Linked DNA regions of Zea mays: regions 2 and 3 are each linked to region 1. Evidence: chromatin contacts called from public Hi-C data. All regions are on one chromosome and are shown on one strand. The core of a region is the stretch at or near the end of the contact, and the rest is flanking DNA. Distances in the headings are between cores, read along the strand shown. Region 1 holds the start of LOC103643252 (protein ecdysoneless homolog). Region 2 holds the start of LOC103643254 (receptor-like protein kinase). Region 3 holds the start of LOC103643251.

Region 1 (5,132 bases), core at 1,640-4,139:
TTGGTCTGCAAAGATGGAGTACAAGAAGAAATGTCTCCAGCACAGACACCGGCATATAAGAAGGTACCTACTAGGTTAAGAAAAAATAATAGTACATAGTAAAACTATGGATAACTTAACTATAGCATAGATAAACATATAGGATATACAACTCAAATAATTGTAATTAAGTGCCTGTTGGCGTTATTTGTTCTCCAGTCAGATTAAAGGTTTTTCTAGAGCTGTTCTATTTTTAGTCTTCTATGTGCTTAGACTTACCAGACATCATAGACATTTCAGTAATTGAAAAGCAAATGAGATTCCATTTTAGTGCATCATGGTTCAAATTTGCGAAGAAATCAACATGCTACAGATGCATGGCACAAGTACACAGCATCGCTAATTCTCCTTTCAGTTGCTAGTTTGGATATGAAACTGTCTGTATCTTAAAAGAAGACAGACGAAAGGGCCTCTAGCGAGTTGGTTAGGTGGTCTGAGTACCACTCCTCAGGTCCTGGGTTCGACTCCCCGTGGGAGCGAATTTCAGGTTGTGGTTAAAAAATCCTCTCGCCTGTTCCACGCCAAAGCACAGGTCTAAGGTCCGGTCCCGGTCGCGGCCGTTTCTCACATGGGCTACGGTGCCACTGTGTATGAGTGGGGTAGGGGTTTGGGGGTTTTCTCGACCTGTGTGAGAAGGTCTTCTTATTAATATAATGCTCGGGGCTGTCTTACCCCCCCCCCCCCCCCCTCGCAGGTCGAGTTTTTCAAAAAAAAAGACAGATCACAGGCTTACAGGAACAATTGGAGAACAAAACTAAACTAATGAGAAGCAAATCAGAAAAAAAATGTGCTATAGAAATAAGAAACAAATCTAGATGCAAAACCTGTCTGCAGGAATCTCGGCTCCCTCAAAGCTGGACATTTTGCGAATGAATTCTTGCATGGACTCTGTAATCTCTCCAAGCTTAAACTTGTCTGTCTGGGATTTTGAACTGCTAGGGACACTTTGCTTTTGACTTCTTTGCTTCTTCGCAGCTTCATGCTCTTCCAGTTCTTTCTGCCTTTCACAGAGTTCCGCATTTAACTCATCATCCCCACCATACAACCAAGAGTCATTATCACTAGGAGGAAGATCAGTGCCTTTAAATTCATCAGTTGAGTACAGCATTGATAGGATTTCATCAATTCGCCGCACTGGTTCACTCAGTATCTCCCTGTGACGTATTGCAATTTGTAAGAGTATTAAAACACTAAGGGATTTGCATTAATCAAGTTCAAAAGAAAACATCTGTTTGTAAATTAGGTGTTCTTCATACAGTATGGTAAAGAAATCCTGGTAGCCTCAAGAATTATTGAAATGACACTACTTTGTACTTATATAGTTATATTTAATAGAGACAATGGCTATAGCGTTCTTCAAAAAGAACAAATAATGCACAGCAAACCAGGTAGATTTTTGAAACGGTAGTGAACTAGAAATTAGACATTTTATGCATGGGATTGTTGCAGAATGACATCCTTTCGCATAGTAACAAAGCAGATAGGTGAATCCACATGGCTAGAAAGAGTGACTAGAAGCACCTTGTTCGGGAATACAAATTAGAGCTCTTGTAATATTGCATTGCATCTTCAATGACCCTCTTATACTCAATTGACCCAGGATACAGCCCGTCCAAGCACCCAGTTGCCTCCAAACTCTTCCTGTAAACATCCCACGTGCTACATTTACCTTCCTCGCCCTGCCGTTTCCTCTCCTGATACATCATCTCGAACCCACAGGCAATCTTCATCCCCAGCTCTGCCTCCATCCATTTCTCTGGCCCCTCCTCCCTCCTAGGCATCGGGTACCCCCTGGGAGCCTGAAAGTTCTGCTGCACAAGCTGTGCGTACATTGCCCGCGTCATGCGTACTGTGGTTCTCACTATCTCAATCCCTTCCCCACCAGGCCCTTTGAGGAATTTTTCCATCCTCGCCGCATGTTTCATGGTGTCAATGTCCCGGTCGTAGAAACCCTCGATGGCACGCGCGATCAGGCATGGCTCCTCCTTGAGCACCTTTGCCACGGGCGCCGGGACGATAACGCGTGCTGTGTGTAGGTTCTCCGCCGCCTTCTCGGGCAGCCCAGCGATACGGCGCTGTATGGCTGCCTGGATGGCGTCGGCAGCGCGGGTGTCGATGGAATCGTCGTAGATGGCGGCAAGGGCGGCTTCCAGGGACGGCGTCTCGGGGAAGAGGGAGGGCGGCAGGATGTGGAGCTCCCCGCGGAAGATGAAGACGCGATTGGGGGCGGATTCCGGGTCGAGCCACCGTGGGAGCGCGAAGGCGGCCTCGATGAGGAGGAACTCCCCGTCGGAGTCCCAGGCGCGGGCCGCGATGTCGGGGAAGGCGCGGGTGAGCGCGAAGAGGAGGGAAACGGCGATCCATTCGTCGGGGAGGGAGTCGCCGAAACGGAGCGCGCCGTGGAGGTGGGGCACGGGCGGCGAGGCGCAAAGCGCGCAGGGGGCGGCCGGGTCCGCCGGGAGGGTGAGCGTGAAGGGATCCCGGTGGAAGAGATGGGAGGATAGGAAGGGGGCGAGGTGCGAGAGGAGGGAGAGGTGGAGGGACTGGAGCGAGGCGTGGAGTGCGGGCGCGGGAAGGTGGCTGGGGAGTAGTATCGGGTAGACGGCGTAGAAGAGGCTATCTTCCGGCGAGCGACGGGAGGGGAACGGGAACGGGTTGGAGGCGGTGGCCGCCATGGAAACGAGGCAATAGGCTGGGGGAGAGAACGATGACAGGTCCGGGCACGGGGTTTTGGCCTTTTGGGTTTCTTTTTCTGAAACAGGTATCGGAGATTTTGATAGGGGCCGACGGGCTCGAAGCCTCGGATGCCGCCATGGCGGTCCGGGAAGGTGCGAGATTTTTGTGATTAGGACGGTAGCAGAATAGGTTTCGCTCGAAGGTAAAAGAGAGCCGACGGCTTCGCTTTTAACAATAACTCTTCTAAATGGACAAGCTCAATCGTTTTGTAGTGTTAAAGTCTCGTAATCCATTGTCGTCACCATTAGTTTAGGGTTTAGGAAAGGTTATAGGCCATCTGGACCATGTCCGTAAGATGCTAGAGAAGACTTCCATTATTTATGAACAAGATTTGAAGAATAAGTTTCCTTCTTGGGACTTCGATGTTTACCCTTCAGATGTTGATGACCCAGAGCTTAAATAAATCTCAGAAGATCCGGAGCTGTGGGAAATGGTGTCCGAGGACCTAAATGAAGAGAATAAGGAAGTTGTCTCTTTGTATGAGCAATGTCGTGCTATGGGTTATAATTTCGAAGAGATTTATGGCATTAGTTAGATGTGGCTGCAACATTTTGTTTTCAGGGCAAGAGATAAGTTGTTATTTTCATCATTTGAATCCATAGAAAGTCAAACCCTATGTGTAATGAGTTGTGTCTGGACTTATGTACTATGGTGGAGTTGTGTTATTGTAAGGAAAGCCTGCTTTCTATTCTAAGTTTATTGATGTACTTTGGTTGCAAGTCTATTTATTGTATGGAAGAGCCTTCTTTATATGGAACAACATATTTTCGGTTTTTAGTTAACTCTCTTTTTGTGGCAGATTTAGCTCATGTGGGTTTCAGATTATGAAACTGCCTGCTTTGTATTTTCACTTGAAACTGCCAGTTTGTGCCTATCAACCAGACTGAAACTGTCAGTTGGTTTTCAGATCAGCCTGTGTTGGCAGTTTCAGCGTAAATAATTTGCCTGCTTTGTCTGTTTTTGTGGTAGTTTTTAGTTTGATTTTGTGCCCATCGATCTGGAGCCACTCTCTTAAGTTTCATTATTCTATTTTCAGAAACTTGAAAATTGAAGTATCTGAAACAGTAAAACTGATTGATGGGCACAAATTGAAATCAGGCAGATTGTGTCTGAAACAACACAGAGATTGTGTCTGAAACAACACAGATAGATTGTGTCTAAAATAGATAGTACTCCAACTGCAACACACTAACTGAAACTAGTTCTGTGTTAATACTGTCGGCGTTTCGACCCCGGGGGTCCCTGGACCGACGAGTAAACTGTCGCTGCGTGTCCCAGCCCAGATGGGTCGGCGCGAGACGGAGCACGAAGGGGGGCAAGAAGAGGGAGACAGGCATAAAGGGGAAACCCGCGGCCTTCGTGTTGTCCTGCGCCCAGGTCAGGTGCGCTTGCAGTAGGGGGTTACAAGCGTCCGCGTGGGAGGGAGCGAGAGGCCTATACGCGCCGTCCCGTCCTCTCCGCGCGGCCAACCCTCTCGTACGAGAGCTCTGGACCTTCCTTTTATAGGCGTAAGGAGGGGGCCCAGGTGTACAATAGGAGATGTAGCAGTGTGCTAACGTGTCTAGCAGAGAGGAGCTAGTGCCCTAAGTACATGCCGTCGTGGCAGCCGGAGAGGTTTTGGCACCCTGTTCATGTGATGTCGTGGCTGTCGGAGGAGCGCTGGAGCCTTGCGGAAGGACAGCTGTCGGGGCTGTCGAGTCCTTGCTGACGTCTCCTTGCTTCCGTAAGGGGCTGAGAGCCGCCGTCGTCATGGAGCACGCGGGGCGCCATCATTATTTGTTTACCGAGGCGAGCCAGATGGGACGCCGGTCTTGTTCCCCGTAGCCTGAGCTAGCTAGGGGTAGGGTAATGATGCCCCCCCTGTGACGTGGTCGGTCCGAGCCCTGGGTCGGGCGAGGCGGTGGCTCCTCCGAGGTCGAGGTCGAGTCTGTCTTCCGAGGTCCCCTTTTGCCGGACCCGGTCCCCTTTTGACGGGGTCCGAGGGCTCGATGCCTCCCTCTGATGGGATTCCGTTACAAGATCGTTCCCGTTGGTCTCGGAAATGTCCTAGGGTACCTCGGGAGCGTAGCCCGAGCCTTGGTTATGTATCAAACGTACCCAGGGTCATCCCTCGCTCTGCGTCTGAGGCGGCTGTCGAACCCTTCGGGGGCCAGCCTACGAACCCCTGATCAGTAGTGGGCGCGGAGCCCGAGTGGCCTGAGGCGGTCGTTGAACCCTTCCGAGGGGTCGGCCTTCGAACCTCTGACCAGTAGTGGGCGCGGAGCCCGAGTGCTCTGAGGCGGCTGTTGAACCCTTCCGAGGGGCCAGCCTTTGAACCTCTGATCAGTAGGGGGGCTCGGGGCCCGCTTCCTTCGCGG
Region 2 (5,132 bases), core at 1,705-4,204, 200 kb before region 1:
GCAGGCGACCGTTGGAGTCGACCGTTGCGCTCGATACCGTTGCTCCGCTGGTACATTGGATAGACCCGTGACCCACCGGACAGTCCGGTGAATTATAGCAGAGCGGCTCTCCAGAAACCCGAAGGTGAAGAGTTCAGCCTGTACGGTCCCTGGGGCACCGTACACTGTCCGGTGCGCCAGACCAGGGTTCTCTCCGGTTTCTTTTGCTCCTTTCTTTTGAACCCTAACTTAGATCTTTTTAATGGTTTGTGTTGAACCTTTATCACCTGTAGAACATATAATCTAGAGCAAACTAGTTAGTCCAATTATTTGTGTTGGGCATTTCAACCACCAAAATCATTTAGGAAAAGGTTTGACCCTATTTCCCTTTCAACTTCCCATCGTTCCACCGGCGTGTCGTGGCGTCATCCAAGACGATACGTGCGTGGCGACGTGCCCTACCGTGGCCGGCGTTGAGCAATAGTGCTCATCTTGTCTCCACGTCAGTTAGGTATAGGCGTGCTCCTAGCGTGTGCGTGTATGGAGGGCATGGTGCCAGGGGCCCACAAGTGTATTGGCTCCCACCATAGACTTCGGGTCCTTCTGTCTCACAGAGTTGCTTGGCAGGATTTGGTCGTTTGGGCTGCCTCGCAGAGTTGCTCGGCAGGACCTGGTCGACCCGTCCGCCTCACAGAGTCGCTCGACAAGACCTGGTCGGCACGCCTGCCTCATAGAGTTGCTCGGTAAAACCTGATTGGTTTAGATGGGGTGTTAAGGGTCATGGCCTCACTTTGGGTACCTCGTTCCTGGGTATCCATTAGGTAGGTACTACTACTGTAGTGTCTGCCACATGCATGTCTTATGATATGCAACACATCTTCCATTTTTGCCATGAGGCCCCATCCATGCGAATCTTAGGCCCCTATGATTGCACTAGAGCTAGTAGTTAGTTGGCTAAAAAGTTGTTAGCAAAATTAGCTGACTAACAAATAGCTGGCTAACAATTAGCTAATTTTAGCTAGGTTGAACACAGTGGCGTAGACAGGGGGCTAGTAGGGGCCATGGCCCCCTAACAAAAAGAAAATTTGTTTTGTATTTGTTTTTAAGGCTAAAATAAAAGGAGTTAGTTTATAATAAGTTAAAATATAGTACGTACTTAGTGTATATCTGTGTTAATTGTTATGACCAGTGACTCTTGTATTGTATATGTATATATATTCTATTTATTAACATTATAACTGTAGTTATATATTTATTGCCACTCCTAAAGAAAATTCTGGCTAATAGTTAGGACCTGTTTGGTAGGGCTTCGACTCTTCTGATAATGGCTTCGGCACCTTTGCAAAAATAGCTCCTCGACGAGCTCCTTTGCAGCATCATCTTCAGCCTGAGACCTTGTGAGTTGGGCAGCGACAATCCATACTCTATACATCGCTGGTTCGTTAGATCGGTTGGCCCTTAATAAGAAAAGAGACTTCATAAAAACTTATTTCTGCTATTTTTAATTATATCTTTAAATATTATTATATTTTAGGATAGATAGTAGATACATAAAAATTGTCAAAAGATGAAAAGGCATAAAAATATTTAAATAACTCGCCAAATGTAAATGATGATTTAAATAATGTGTTTAGCAATTAATTGGTCTATGCCATTTGATATAATACTAGTGTAGGATAAAGCTTGCATTTAGCTAAAGATGTCCATAAGATCATTTGAAAAGATATAAGCCTGCTTATACATATTGTCCTTTAGTTGTATTTACGTTCTAAAACTTGAGTTTTATTATGCAATATTTATACTTGAAGAACTGATCCTAGGAAGCAATAACCTATTAGAAAAGCCATTCAAGGTAGGCTTCATCCGTCGCAAAAACGTGGGTTTGACTCGGATCAGAGTAGCAAACCTATGGATGCAGAAATGGAGATTTTTTTCTACAGTTCTACTAAGGGGGTGTTTGGTTTCTAGAGACTAATTTTTAGTCCCTACAATTTATTCCATTTTAGTTCCAAAATTGCCACATATAGAAATTAAAACTCTATTTTAGTTTCTATATTTGTCAATTTATAGACTAAAATAGTATAAAATGATGGGACTAAACATTAGTCCCTAGAAACCAAACACCCCCTAAGATAATATAGTGAAAAAATACTGGGTATTTCTTTGGCATCCAACGCCCCCAAATCCCCGATTAAAATTGCCGCCAGTCTGAAACGAAATTCAAAAGCTCACGCCCCAGTCCGGTGTGTGAACTTGCGCCGCGCAGACCACAGTGTGCGAACGCAACGCAAGTTGACCGCGGGCGCAGGCCATCCACACACAGCCGACAACCGGTATGCCCGTGTGGCCGTGTGAGGAAGGGGTGGATTACCGCGTGTCGTGTCGTCCCTCCGCCTCCGCTGGGCTCGCATCAAAAAGGAAGGCGGCGCGCCTAGAGATGGCAATGGTACCCGCTACCCGAAACCCGATGGGGTTTTTGCTCTATTAGGGTATGGGTTTGGGTCAATTTCTCTACCCATGGGTTTGTTAATGGGTTCAAATGGAAACCCAACGGGTACGTGGGTATGGGTTTGTTCTTCCACTACCCATACCCGCAAACCCATGGGTTTTTAAAACCCGCCTTAAAATCAACATTCCTTATAAATATGCCTCATAATATTATTAATTGAACATGTTCTAATTGAAATAAACCTCATGCAACAAATTTTAGGCTAAAATTAGTTATCACTTGTTCCTTTTATGCTAGCTTATTAATGTATTGATTGTCATTTACATGATGAATTATTTTTTATGTTGATGTTAGTGGGTATGGGACACCCGTTGGGTATCCGAAACCCGCATGGGTATGGGTTTGGGCCAAATTTTATACCCGTCATGGGTATGGGTTTTTTAGCGAGCGTAGTTTTTCTTCGCGGGTATGGGTTTGAGCAAGTAATACCCAACGGGTTTTTACCCATTGCCATCTCTAGGCGCGCCTGTCTAAAAACCGGTGGCTTCGCTCGCTTGTGCTCGTGCCTGCGCCAACAGTCCGCCGCGCTGCCGGTGCTCTCTCATTCTCGTCCGCCATGGATGCTTCTACTAGTGCTACTAGTGAAAACTAGAGCAACGCCTGCCGGTCTCTGTTTCGCAGGATCCTCCCGCCCTGCGTGCACAGAGTTGCTGTCTCTGGTGAGCGCTGCACACTCGCCTCCCCCTGTTCTTCTCTCCTGGTCGAGCAGTTTCCGCCCGTACTATACTTCCTGGCCTGTGTGCTGCTTGTCGTTTGACTCCGAGGAACCGCCGCTCCATCATTCGTTTCGTTCCTGCTGTCTGCCTGCCTTGTCTGTTGCATTCGCATCTGCCTGGTAGTTCTCGGGTTGCTGGCAGCGCGGGCTGTCAAATGGAGAGTGTGTTGTTCAGGAACGAAGCAAATTCGATGGCTGTTTCAGTGTCTAGCCCGCTGAAATGAGCTTTCCTGGGTGCAGATTTCGCTGGGGAGTGGGGAATGTTTCTGCTGTGCCTAGGAAGCTTCTTCATTCTTGTGTGGAGCCGTCGGCGTAGTAGGACAGAGGGCGTCTCGCTTGCTTGCAGTTGCAATCGAGGTGACCATTTTTTTTAAGAAAATAAATCGGGGTGTCCATCAGCCCATATGGTGGTGTCCATTATTTTTAGAAATAGAGAAATGCTTCTGTGTTCGAGATCGGATCCCATCTTATTGATTAGTAGTATGTTGAACAGAAGAACGGCTTTAATCAGAACTGCCGGTGGTTCACTTCATTGTCCATGGTGTCTATCAAATTGGGGGGCTCTAGTTAACCACACTAATTTATGAGTACTACGGAGTAGTACATTATTACGTTCTAACATGAGTACGTGTTCTACTCGGCGGAGAAAATTGTCTAGTAGTATGTGTTTCAGAACAGTAGGCAGGGCTTGTTCAAGATTCTTAACGTTGCAAAAGTGTTTCTACCACCTTTTATCGGGAAAAAGAGTAGCTTGCAGTTTCATCAAATTATTCTGGAACCTTGCTTTTATGGGAAAACTAATCCCCGTTTGTTTGATGGCAATTTTGGTTGATGGAAACTGTTCATATATGCAATCCCCATCTGATTGTGCGTTGAACTGCTTGTGTATAGGAGGGGGAAAAAGGGATCTTCTGCTCACTTCTATACCAAATTTTCGGGGACAAGATGAAGCTGGTTTTATGGCATCAGTTTTTTCTCTTCTTCGTGTTAGTTTCAACATCACAGGGTATGAGTTCAGATGGCCTAGCTCTTCTTGCTCTGTCCAAAAGCCTCATACTACCAAGTCCCATAAGAACCAACTGGAGTGATTCTGATGCAACTCCCTGTACATGGAGCGGTGTTGGTTGCAATGGAAGGAACAGAGTCATCTCTCTCGACCTATCATCGTCAGGTGTTTCGGGTTCTATAGGACCTGCAATAGGGCGTCTGAAATACCTGCGGATTCTCATCTTATCAGCTAACAACATATCTGGTTTGATCCCTCTAGAATTGGGAGACTGCAATATGCTTGAAGAACTGGATTTGTCCCAAAACCTGTTTTCTGGCAATATACCAGCATCATTGGGCAACCTCAAGAAATTGTCATCACTGTCACTGTACCGCAACTCCTTCAATGGAACAATACCAGAGGAGTTGTTCAAGAACCAGTTTCTGGAGCAAGTGTACCTACATGACAATCAGCTCAGTGGTTCGGTGCCCTTATCGGTTGGTGAAATGACAAGCCTTAAGTCACTGTGGTTACAGGAAAATATGTTGTCTGGAGTTTTGCCCAGTTCAATTGGAAACTGCACCAAGTTGGAGGATCTGTATCTACTCGATAATCAACTGAGTGGCAGTATTCCTGAAACCTTGGGTATGATCAAAGGTCTCAAGGTTTTTGATGCTACTACCAATAGTTTCACAGGTGAGATCTCTTTCAGTTTTGAGGACTGCAAGCTAGAAATATTCATCTTGTCTTTCAATAATATAAAAGGTGAAATTCCATCATGGCTGGGGAACTGCATGAGCTTGCAACAACTTGGATTTGTCAATAATAGTTTGTATGGCAAAATTCCAAATTCTCTTGGCTTATTGAGCAACCTCACATATCTTTTACTTTCACAGAACTCCCTTTCTGGGCCGATCCCACCTGAGATTGGTAACTGTCAG
Region 3 (5,132 bases), core at 844-3,343, 170 kb after region 1:
CATTTTCTGAACTAGCAGACTGAAAATCAGCATCCCAACTTGCAAATGCTGGAGTAGCTTCAATCTGATTTGTTCTTTGAGAACTAATTAAGCTTTTAGGTGCAGCATGCACTTCCAATCTAGATTCATGGCTTTTGCTATCTGTTCTTTTATTTTCCTGCTCCAAAAAATGAGTTTGTGGAAGAGAAGCAGAAGTCATCTCTTCTTTTCTTTCAATGAAAAATGAATCTAAGTTAGCAGCAGATAAATTTAGTGTATCCACAGAAGATGATTGCTCCTTTGTTATGGAACTTGGAGATGTTTCCTTATTTTCAGGGAGGCATGTGATTTTTAAGTCCAGTAGATCAGATATGATCATCCCACTGTTTGGTGGTGGTACATCCTTGCTTTTATTCGAAGCTGTAGTGTCAGTATCGAATTCTACAATCTCCTGAATGATAAAGGGAAAAGAAGTAGAAAAAAATCTTACATCAGCCATGAACATTGAACTTCAGAAACGAGACTATGTTTCCTGCATACTTTGAATTTAAAGAGAACTAGGACAACGATATCAATACACGTAAATTCACCACATATCTATCATAATGGAAGATTCAATCATATTAAAATCAGTACATAGTTACAATGTATGAAAGATCAATGTCTGTTAAACCGCATGGAGCTTGCATTCCATAAATGGCTTTTACACATTAATGAATACATAGTGAGTTAGCAAGTAAGCACTACATGCAAATGTAGTAGTAGTCAAATATAAACAAATAGCTAAGCAGGTATGCATGGATATCCAACAATATAAGCATTCTCTACACCCAAAAGTTAGCACCATCAGAAATTAGCAGCTTGACAATTACAATTCATTTAAAATAGGAATTTGTTTGGGTTGTTCTCTACTTGGCATTAGTGATTGAGGGATTCTGATTGTAAGCTCATCTATATAATGACAAACACTGAAGAAATAAAGCAAGCAAGAATTTGGTCTTCTTTTACCCCTCTGTCTCTCTGTGTGTACTCTGCCACACCGTCAGCTCCAGCGAGGCAAAGCGAGGTCCTCGCGGTCCCATTGAGCATCACCACGATCACACTCACCACCACAGCCAAGCACCCACAGTAGCAAGTTTAAATTCTAGGGGGGAAAATGGTACCAAAGGCCCTGTTCAGCCAAATCAGATTCTCCTAAACTATAATACATGACTGGATGAATGGATGAGCGTGTAAGGATCTGTTTGGCATGGCTTATTTGCAGTTTATGCCCTTTTTATCAAAATCCAAATTTCACTAGCTCTGGTTAATGTAGCATGTCTACAGCCTCATTATAATTCCTTATTTTGTATTGTGCATGCCTCACAACTCAAAACCCTAGCAGAATATTTCTTTCATGGCTCTTGAATTCTGAGCAAATCAAAATTTCCAAACAAGGTATACTATTCATACAGACCCGTTGGCAACCGACATTTCTCTAACTACTGGGCACTTTCCTAGGAATAGCACTGCGTAATAAGTAAAAAAAGCGATAGCAATTCCACAAACAGTTGTATTAGAAGATCTCCAGGAGAATAACATCATCTTCTTTCCCGAATGCTGGCTCAGCTTTGCTAGAAAGAAGAGCTAACAGATCCTAAGCAACAAGAATCAAATCTACAGATTCTTAGCGTCAAATAATGTGGGAAGGAAAGCTCACGGATCCGTCGAGTCCAAGCGAGCCGAGCAGCCACTGGTAGGCCACGCCGTCACGGAAGGCGACGCCGCCGCTTCCACCGCCTTCAGCCTCCTCCCCGCGCCTGGGGCACCCGCAGTAGGTGCAGAGGGCAGACCGCACACCGCGCAGGAGCCCTCCCGAGGCCCCGCAGCGCACGCATCGGAGCTCCGCCGACACGGAGGCGGCACACGAGTCGAAGGCTGCGACGGCATCGGCGACGGAGGGGAAGGGAGGGGCGGGTGCATCTTCTACAGAAGGGGCGAAGGTGGCCTCACGGAGAGCGGACTGGAGGCGGTGGATGACAGCGGTGGGGATCTCCATCGGCGGGGAGGAGCGGGCAGGAGTGTGCTGGGAATTCAGATCTCTCCAGGTCCCCCTGGCTGTGTTGGGCTGGAGAAATTTGCTATTTTGCCACTCTCAATTTTGGCTGTTTGTTATTATGCCATCCCGTGTCTATGACTGGTGGGACCGTCTGTGTCTATGATTTGTGGGTCCGATGGCATACTGGCGAAGCTCACAAATGATAATGGCAAAATTGCCAATGGCTCGTTGGGCTGGGCAGTTGGGGTTGGCGCTTCGCCCTCGTCCCTCTTCCAGGTCCCCCTGGCTGTGTTGGGCTGGGCAGTTGGGGCAGTGTGGGACGTGACAAATTAGCGGCCCTTCAAGTTGCTTTGTATGGTGACATGATCACATCATCCACAATAGTGTGTCCACATATCATTTTATTAGAGTAGAAAAATAATTTAATTCTGTAATTCATTTCTTTATCTTTGCTATATCAAAGCACCAGTTTCAACGGTATTTCTTTAGAATCAACCAACACTTTTATAATCTTTCTCTGCTGCTATAATAGAAGAGTTTATATAAAAAATAAGTTGAAATTATGTATAAGTGAATGTTTGAACCTTGGTTGTTGGCTCCATATTTACACTCACCTAATCAATAGAAAACATATATTTTATGCTTTATTAAAACAAAATTTATTCTATGTCATATATAACGTAGCAATGCACGTTACCTAAAATAAACGAGTTTCCCTCTCTTCCTCTATAATATAAACTTTACACGAAAATAGAGACACACGATAGAACCAGTGAACCACCGTCATATGCTAATATATTATCATCCTATCCCTGCAATATAAAGTTTGCACAAAAATAGACACACGGCAGCACTATTTTATCTACTACTCACTCCTTTTTTTTATTTATCACGGGTTAGTTCAAAAATAAACTAACAGGTGATAAATATTCAAGAACGGAGATAGTGTTATTGTATATCAGAAAAAGATGTGACTCATCCAAATATTGCCTACTTATCATATATCTCAAACCTCACGGACTCTCATGTCAAACCGACAAGACGTCATGGGTTCATCGAACACTTGCATAAAGACGGCATATATAGAACAGTACAATAGGCAATGACGATAGCACGCGTTCGCGAGCCGAGCACCCTCATCGTCCACTCTCTCACATCACCCTTGCTTATGTGCAGCTAGATACCAAGTACGCATCCTCTCTACCTTAGACAATAACCTCAATCGAAGAGACCAAATCGAGGAGTGTCTCGAATTTATCCATGTGTGGTGAATGGTTCATGATTGACATAAGAGTTGACATGTTTGAGGCTTTTGAGTTTATACTAACAAATGTTATTCGTGTGCGCAATATGTATAAAAATAGGACTACGAGTTACCAGTAGATATGAGTTGTTCTTTAATGTATGAGCGCAAGTCATAAATCATGTGCATATATGAGATATGTGCAGCGTGACTCAATACATATTGGAATCAGACAATGTATTTATCATTGCTAGACGCAAGTATGAGAACATGTATGAGACATGAAGGCATTAGTACAATGTAGGACCGTCTACTGCTAGTTATTAGTTAGGGGAGGTGGACGAACAAAATGATTAAAGAAAAAAATGTAATATGGTAATATATAGATATAGGTATATGTGTATTGTATGTATCTGAATATTTTTTTATACTAGGTAAAATGCATGCGCGGCACGCGCATGTGAAGAAAAATAGCAAACCCATCCATACCATTGGCCAAAAACCAAACCGCGTCAGTGTTCAAATTTGTGGATGTTGCGACTGTATCGATGCCGGCAGTCTCGCAGCTATAGGTGGTAATATAGCTGGTAATGGATCACGATCTAAATGGTTCTTCACAAAATATTAGGGTTCTAAATAAATTTTAGTTCAAAAATAAATAGAAATAGAACTCAATTCTAATATGATTCGATCCTTAAATCTTAGGGGGCTGCATAGGTGTATATTTATGATGTGCCTATTAGACCGGCCCAAAACACATAATTTCAGGCACGATCCAACCTAATTGTGAACTTGGATCGGCACGATCCAATGTGTGTCAAGCCCATGAGCAGGCTTGACACGACCCATTTAATTAAGGTCCATCGAAGCCCACTAAACATAGACTCATTATTTAACTAAGGTTCGTCAAAGCTCACAAAATCCATTATTTAACTTGGAGAATCTAGAGCTTCAACAGGCTTTGGAGAACTAATACCTAGATAGAGATAGTGATGATGATCATTGTATGTGTATTTAGTATGGCTATAAAGTACTCAACTAAACACTAAACAGATTACTCTTTTTTCTTACTGACCAAATGTTTTTAATGTGGTAGTCACAAAACATCTTAGTTTTATTTTGGTCATATATATATATATACTACTTTATAAGAGCCCAGTATAGGCGTCCACAATTCCACATGGTGCACGCTCTGCCCTCCTCCGCGACCCCCTTCCCCTGCTCCGCCTGACCGTGATTCTCGCTGGCAAACCTGACTGTCATCCTCCTCCCCCGCCTCCCTTCCATCTTCGGCCGCCCTTCCATACTCCTCCCCGCGCCCCTTCCATGCCTCCGCCTCCCGTCCCCGTCCTCCATGTCCGAGATCCCCGCCCCCAACAGAGCAGGTGGGGTCAATCCCGCGACAAAAAGAAAGAGAAGATCCAGCGCGCAATTGTGGAGGCAACACGTGCGGGGGAGCAGGCAGAGAGCCTCGGAGAACCCACCCACCCTCCTCGACGCGGTGCAGCAGTCAACAGAGAGGGAGGAGAGAGCGCGGCACGGGGCACCCACCTCCGATCGCAGATGACGAGGTTGCCCCCGTCGAAACAGATGAAGCAAACGACCTCCTCCTCGTCCTCCCTCCGCCTAGCGGGCTGGGCCGGTACCACCACACCCGCGCTGTCTTTCCTCTTGGGCGGCATCCCCCTTCTGCGTCTGCGCGAGCGGCGGCATCGGCGGGGGCGCGGGAGAGGTGACCGCGTCCCCGATGACATCCTCCCCCTCTGCTAGCTCCCCATGGCGCCCTCCTCAGCCTCGACCACTCCCAGATCCCGTCATCCGCCGCCATCAACACCCTCCTCCCAGACCAGTCCACCGCTGCGATGCTTCGCT

What was found. A called contact is a pair of places that touch in the nucleus more often than the background predicts.
Region 2: a contact with region 1 is called in a Hi-C map of leaf, with 5 times the contacts expected there. The contact joins the promoter of LOC103643254 here to the promoter of LOC103643252 in region 1. A contact is called at or near these places in 3 of 25 Hi-C or Micro-C datasets (ear and leaf).
Region 3: a Hi-C map of leaf shows a contact between it and region 1, with 6 times the contacts expected there. The contact joins the promoter of LOC103643251 here to the promoter of LOC103643252 in region 1. A contact is called at or near these places in 6 of 25 Hi-C or Micro-C datasets (bundle sheath, ear, endosperm and 2 more).

Annotation. Positions count from the first base shown.
Region 1 is chr1:215,210,970-215,216,101 of Zm-B73-REFERENCE-NAM-5.0, reverse strand. LOC103643252 (protein ecdysoneless homolog) reads right to left here and starts at 2,889. Exons shown (of 5, transcript XM_008666405.3): 1 at 1,561-2,889; 2 at 864-1,193. The coding sequence starts at 2,714.
Region 2 is chr1:215,412,393-215,417,524 of Zm-B73-REFERENCE-NAM-5.0, reverse strand. It overlaps LOC103643254 (receptor-like protein kinase), which reads left to right and starts at 2,954. Exons shown (of 5, transcript XR_560915.4): 1 at 2,954-3,147; 2 at 4,095-5,132.
Region 3 is chr1:215,035,761-215,040,892 of Zm-B73-REFERENCE-NAM-5.0, reverse strand. LOC103643251 reads right to left here and starts at 2,093. Exons shown (of 3, transcript XM_008666404.3): 1 at 1,679-2,093; 2 at 1-430. The coding sequence starts at 2,017.